2 separate regions of the Mus musculus genome follow, and region 1 is linked to region 2. A link is a contact called in public Hi-C data. All regions are on one chromosome and are shown on one strand. The core of a region is the stretch at or near the end of the contact, and the rest is flanking DNA. Distances in the headings are between cores, read along the strand shown.

Evidence for each region. A called contact is a pair of places that touch in the nucleus more often than the background predicts.
Region 1: a Hi-C map of B cells shows a contact between it and region 2, with 5 read pairs. The contact joins the enhancer-like site here to the promoter of Tgds in region 2. A contact is called at or near these places in 2 of 39 promoter capture datasets (liver and pre-B cells), 1 of 484 Hi-C or Micro-C datasets (B cells) and 1 of 9 other capture datasets (liver).

Annotation. Positions count from the first base shown.
Region 1 is chr14:120,402,366-120,405,815 of GRCm38.p6, forward strand. Mbnl2 (muscleblind like splicing factor 2) reads left to right here. Exons shown (of 8, transcript NM_207515.2): 7 at 2,273-2,367. Among named protein-coding and RNA genes, the nearest start is that of Gm26679, 15 kb to the left of the region's middle. Within about 2 kb of position 1,501, at least 8 of the 459 cell types and tissues checked have an H3K27ac peak or open chromatin away from gene starts, as enhancers often do. A contact at or near this core is called in B cells, where this site is marked.
Region 2 is chr14:118,131,307-118,134,745 of GRCm38.p6, forward strand. It overlaps Tgds (TDP-glucose 4,6-dehydratase), which reads right to left and starts at 1,459. Exons shown (of 12, transcript NM_029578.3): 1 at 1,338-1,459. The coding sequence starts at 1,423.

The DNA.
Region 1 (3,450 bases), core at 251-2,750, 2.3 Mb after region 2:
CTTCCCACCCTCCTGACTTTCATTGCTGTTCAGTCAGAATTTCGTGACACATGTACATCATTAAGACCATTCACAGAAAACAGAGTTCTTCCCTAAGAAGCAGTGACTTTGGCTTCCCTTCTCCCACTAACCCAGACACCAACCAACACTCCCTAACTCTTCGATCCCTCGGAAGCCTCCTTGAAGTGGCCATGATCAAAATCTCTCACCAGGGTCTTAGTGCGGTCCCAGTTTTCCACAGTTACATATATGGCTCTTAGACTTCACTGTTACATGCCACCCCTTTGTCACAGCAAGTCTCCTAGCCAGAACAGATCTCAGACCCATGCAGCAAGTCCATCCAGAAGCTTCCGTCTACATTCCCAGCACCCAGGTTGTTGCTCAAGAGACCCCTGCCATACGCGGCAAGGGCTTTGACTTAGAGGATGTGAAATCTCAACTCACTGTTCTTTTCACCTTTCTATCGACACAACACACATTTCACCGCACTCGGGAGTGTAGCGCACTCTGGCGAGCATCAGCTCTGGCCTGGATTTAGCACGGAACTCTACCTCAGGCCATGTCCTTGGCTCACACTGCACTTGACCTTGGAGGGGTTACTGTGCCTCAGATTTTTTCATCTGTAAAATACCTACTCTCCACCTGACAGGGTTAACTTGATCATGTGTGTAAAATCCTTTGAGGTCTTCAGAGAAGGACACAGTTGCATCATCACATGCCATCCTCCTTAGGATCATGTTGGCCTAGAGTAGAAGGGGAGAGTACTCAAGTACTCGGAGAGTGGGGCTTGGAATCTTATTGGCTTTAAGTAAGTTGGATCTATCTGCTATACTGACGATGTGAACGGCCCTAAGAACTGTGTAAACTAACCTCCTTGTGCTTCGATCTCACTCTGAATGTTAACTCTAAACCGCTAACCTGTTTCTTTCCCTTTTATTCACCTTTCCCTCCCCCCATTGCATGACTTCAGGGTCAGTTTTGTGCATGACACCCGCTACCAGTATTGGTAGGTTCCAACCTTTTTTTATTTGTCTTTTATATGATGTGCAATGCCTTCACTGTTTGACATGTATTTCAGAGACAGTAGAGAATGCTTTAGGAAGTAGATCTGAAGGCTTAATAGCTTTAGAGTTAACGTGTAAGCTATGCTTGTGTATTTAAGAGAGTGATGGTTTTAATGTGACCTCTTAATGCTAGAACGATCACCACAGAGACGTGAAACCACAAGTGCAAGTGTGCTTTTTAAAAAAAATGATTTGTGTTGTTTCTCTTTATAGTTTATCTGGTTTAGCATGAAGCAAGCAGAGGCAGGCTAATTTCATCAATGTTTTAAAGTTTCATAGTGGTGTGTGCCTTTACCTCCTCTTTGCTGTGTGTTAGAGTTATCAGAGTTTCCCAGAAGTATTTATTTTTGGAAAACAATTATACTTGGATGTGTTTTGAGACCAAGTGCCTGAACTACGCTACTTACTTCTCTTTTTAGAGGGCAGACTTATTTTTAATGGCTTTGGTTTTTTAGTTTTGTTTTTGCTTTGCTTATTTTTGTGCCTCCACGTCCATTCCCTTAGATGGGGAATTTTAACAGTGGGGTCTTCTCTCGAATTCAGGACCTTGGCACACAAGTCTGTCTTCAGGGCAGCTGATTCATTTCACTTACAAATTCAGAAAGTCACCACTGGCAAAAATGGATCTGGTTACTTCGTAGTAACCGCTCTAGAATTTACACCAAAGCCATTTCTCTTGCCTCACCTTTTAGTGACCGAAGTAAAACATGGAGCCACTGAAATTCCACCGTTCAGATATGCTTCCAAATTTAAGAGAAAAATGTTTTTTGGTTTAACCACAATTGATTCCAAAGTTCATCCTATTCTAAATTAGGCCCTCTGAGCCTGTGGCGTTTTGGAATTTATGATCAGTCCACTTGGTTCATTGGGTATTACCTATCATGTATTGAGAAGCAGCTGTAGCTATCTATGGTCATGATGCCATCCTCTGAATTGGGAATAGCTCTGTTTTGATCAAAGCGATGCGCTTTGGGCTCTCTGGGAATCACTGATTGTGTTTGAGAACTTCCTTTAACTGTACTTGTAATAAGCTATTTTCCCTTTTTATTTCTCTCCCATGCTCCCTTGCTTTGCACTGTGATCGCATGCCATCTGCTGGTTAACCCATGATGGCTTGCTGCTCTGATATTCACCATGCCAAATACCACTTCTATTACCATAATGCTACACCCTCCTGTTCATTGCTCCCATGGTTCCCCTCCTGAAAGTACCCATGATGCACAGCGCTACGTCCGCCACTGTCTCTGCAGCAACAACTCCTGCAACAAGTGTCCCCTTCGCAGCAACAGCCACAGCCAATCAGGTTTGCTCCTTTTAAAGCTTTTCTTTCACAAATCCCGAACTCTAAATGAGTGCTGATATTTAAAAAAAAAATTCTCGGTGAGAATTTTTTTTTCATGTTTATCCATCCAATTTTATTTTTTAATTAGTTCTATAGCAAGCATTTGTGGACAGGTTGCACTTATTTAGAGTTAACATTTACTGCAAATAATGATGTAGCTATGTTTTGTGTTGCACTGTTTGTTTTCGTACCTAATATTGTGTAATTAACCTGACAGGCTTAAGTTCCTTTTAGTACAGTGTTGCTTACCCGGTGGTTTGTGAGTTACCACACGAGGAACGTAGAACTGTGCCTGTGGAGGCTCCCAAACCAGCTCTGCTTTGATTCGGCTTATTCTGTGGTGGGAGAAAAATGGAAATTCTCCTCCCATACCCTAAGCGTCAAATTTGACGTCCGAATAATTCTCACGAAAACCGACCTGAGTCACAGGTGTTGACTCAGTACACCCTGGAAGATCTGTTCAGATCCGGTGTAAGAGCCACGGCACCCTAAGAGACCAGTGTGCTAGCAGTGTGCCGGGCTCCCACCGCTGGCTTTAGCTGAATATGAGAGTGTACTATGTCGGCTTAATGCATGTGCCCCTCAGACCTGGGGTGCCTCCCGTTGGGGAGAGCCAGTGGGCTGTTTCCTGCTCTGTGGTCACAAGCTGACTGTGTCTCTGACCCTGCTTAGCCAGTTTACACTCATGCTTGTCGGCCACAAGGGATGTGTGTGAGGTGGTGAGCTATGCTCTCATCTCACAGAGGAAAGCACCCCCACATGGAGGCCCTCCCTTCAGAGAATAATTTGGGAGTTTTTTGTTTGTTAGCTTTTTATTTTTTCATTTTGTGTTTTCTTTTAAATAAACTCAACCATGCTGAGAAAAGATGAAAAGGATTTTTTTAAAAAAAAAAAATGTGGGCTGAGACCTTGGGAGGACAGCCAGGCCAATAGGTGAAATGGTAAGTTAAACACAGGGAGAGGGTGTGCCGGAGTGTGGATGGCTGTCTCCCAGCTTTGGCCTGCAAGCCAGAAGGACAGGTTCACCTCCAGCATGAGGAGAGG
Region 2 (3,439 bases), core at 209-2,708:
ACTTCACTTTCCTTCATTTTCTAGGACATTCTTTGTGAACAAGCCCTTCCATGCAAGTACATGCATTTCCCCACGTACACGTCTGTTAATTAAGTGAATCTCAGCTTCCTGCTACCTACTCTCAGCAAAGTGTCTGTGGATTTAAAAGGCCCACTGCATGTTCTTGGGCAGTAACCAAGACTCTCTGACCCCTCCCCATGCAGGAGACACTACAAGGACAGAACTTCCTGTGGATCGCTCACGCATCCATCCACTCAACTCTTACAGAAGACCTTCACGATATGGCCCTGACCTTTCTTTCTGTGGGAGCTTAATGAACATCAGTCTACTCTCACACAGTTTATACTCTAGAAGAAGGGCAAGGCCATAAACAAGTAAACACAAGTACTCAATGTAATTTCAGGTAGTGCTGAGTGGATGGGTGGCCTAAGGTGTTCCCATAAGCACTCTGAAGGTGATATGCGGGTAAATTAACAGCCTATGCAACTGCCTCAAGTCGGGAAGCAGCACTAACCTCCTGTGCTCCGAGAAGCCTGAGAGGGTTGTGGGCGAGTACAGAAAAGCAAGAGACTAGGTTGGGAAGCAGGGCTCGAGCACCCGAGTCTTCTAGATCGGATAAAGACCCTGGACTTTCATTACAAGTCTCACAGAAACCATGACTGTAAAACTCTATGCAGCTGCATCTATCTCACTTAGGAACACACTCTACAAAGTGTAAAGAAAACGCGCGAGATCAACAGGAGAGGGATAGTAGCAGTGTTCTAAGGAAAAGGAGGCAGGGAACAGAAGTCAAATTAAGAATAAGCTTTGACACAAATAGAAAGGACAGTTTCACGGTAGGTGGGTGTGAGCCTCAAACAGGTTGGGAATAACAAAGGATTTGTAAACAGTTTCTAAAAAAGAGAAGACAAGACAAAGAGTCCCATTACGATCGATCCTCACATCGTGTAGAGGCGAGCTTTTGGAAAGGCCTTCATCTGCTGGCCGGAGCTTTGTCAGAGAGCGGGAAGAAAAGGGAATGAAACTGATGTGTGCTTCTCAGAAAAGTGACAGGTGGTAAACACCCCCGGGCAGGTAGGGGGTGGGACAGCAGCAAGGCACTCCTGAGTTCCCCTTTTTGTGGGGAAGGTGTTAAAGAAGTCGCATTTTCGAAGCAACCTCGTCTTGGCTGGCCAGAAAGTGAGGGAAACCGGATGGACATCCGGGCTGTGCATTGGGACCCTCCCCATAACGGATCTGCAAAGTCGTGGACCCGAAGTGCAAAAGACAAGGAGAACCGCAGGGCAAGGTTAGGATTTGTGGGGAGAAACTTCTCAGCCACCAGCACCGTTACCTACATGAAACCAGCACCCCCGGTCACCAGGACCCGCTTCGCGAAGCTGCCGGGAGGACCAGAACGCTCCTCCCGGCTCGCAGCGGACATCTTCAGCTCTGCAGAGCCAGCGCCGTAAAGCGCGGCGTCTGAAGAACCGAGGGAAGCAGCTTCACGACGCTTTACGACATGCCCCGCCCCCGACACGTTCAAAGGAAGTCGCAGAGGCTTCCGGGTTCTCCCAGACCCCAAAAGAGGGGCGGAGCCGGCAGTGGCACTGCGCAGGCGCGCACTCTCTAGCCCATAGTCACCAGCTAGGAGAAATTAGGGTCATTGGTACTAGGGTCTGGAATATTTTCTAAGCAAGTGTCACCAGCATGGATTACTACTATAGGTGCTTAGAAATTCGGAGTTATGAATCGATGCCTTCATTTTTGAACTTCAGCTATGCTCATAGACTAACACCCAGCTGAGCAGAATCCTCTAGAATGTATGCAGTATGGAAATGGAAAGTTGCATTGCAAAATTATGTTTCACTGTTGTAAATACTGTCACAAAAGGCGAAGGCCGCTTGCAATCATGATAAGTAAGTTTTGCAGAGTTCCCTGGAAGGTTTTACTCTCTTCTCTTGTCTGCTCACTGTGCCCCAATCCTGGTCCTTCTTGCTCTTATTTATATTACCAGGTGTTCTTCCCTGGTCTACCTGCCCTTTCCTCGGATGTCTGACTAGTGTTTACCTCCTTCAGTTCTCAGTTTGAGTGCCATCTTCCTATTAGAGTCATTCCTTGACTCTAACCATGCAGAACCATTTTTTTTTTTTTGTTTTCTTCTTATCATTCATCAACAAATTGGCCACTGATGTAATTTCTCACTGTCTCTGCTCCATGGAGGTAAGGCCATTCATTTCTCTGGGACCAGATCTATCACACACTCATCAACAAGTGGGCTTATCATATGATTGCTCACTGCTGTTTATATTATAGTCTGCTGCTTTCTATGAATTCGGAGGCTCTACCAAGTGGGAGTGATTAGAAGTCATATTAATTTTTTATGTACCGAGGCATCAAAAAAAAAAAAAAAAAGCCTGTCTTCAGTGAAAGAGAATAACATTACTGATCAAGAAGAAAGACATGAAGCCAGCAGGTGATAGCACACACCTCTAGTGCCAGCACCTGGGAGGCAGAAGCAGATGGATCTCTGAGTTCAAGGACAGCCTGGTCTACAGAGTGAGTTTCGGGACAGCCAGGTTACACAGAGAAACCCTGTCTCAAGCACACACACACACACACACACACACACACACACACACACACACGAGACAAAGGGAAAGTGCCTACAGTAATCAAAGCCCATGCTCTGCTTTTCCTTTAGAATCAACCTCACCCACGTTCTTGGTTTACCATTTACACAATTAAAGCTTTCAACAACTTAAACTTAGTAGGGTTTTATTTTATCAAACAATGAAAAACCTGGCAATGCTCTGAAAGAAAGGTTCAGAGAGCACCATCAAGAAACCCAGGCAGTCAATCTGTATAAACAAAGGCTGGAGGGAAGTGTGGCCCAGTGGTTAAGAACGCTAGTTTCTCTTCCAGAGGACCCAGGTTAGATTCCTAGCACCCACATGGTAGCTCACAACCTTCTGTAACTCCAATTCCAGGGTATTGGAAGTCCATGAGCACTGTGCCCATACGGTACATGTAAACAAGAGTCCTATACACAAGAATATAAATCTCGGAAGTAATGGTTAGGAGAGACTTTACAGGTTATGGATCTAATTGTGCCTTCTCAAAGGGAACAATATCTCTCCCACATACAAACATAGTTGGTCAGTTGGGAGCATGCTGGCTGGCTAAAGCTGACTAAGTTAGGTTGCAGTTCTGATGTAGCAATTCAAAATACTGGGGACAGTCTCCAGGCAAATTTAGTTTAACTCTACATATATTTGCAGAGGCTTATCTGAAAATATCCACTGGAAAATATTAACAAAGGCTACATTTCAGTATTGGGCATAGGCAAGGAAATTGGGAAGTCACAACTTAAAATGTTGCTCTATACACTTTTGGCTATGAGTTCTTCTAAGCTGCTTGCTCAGTTTTATTTCCTCAGGTGAAGGAATGGGATGAGAGC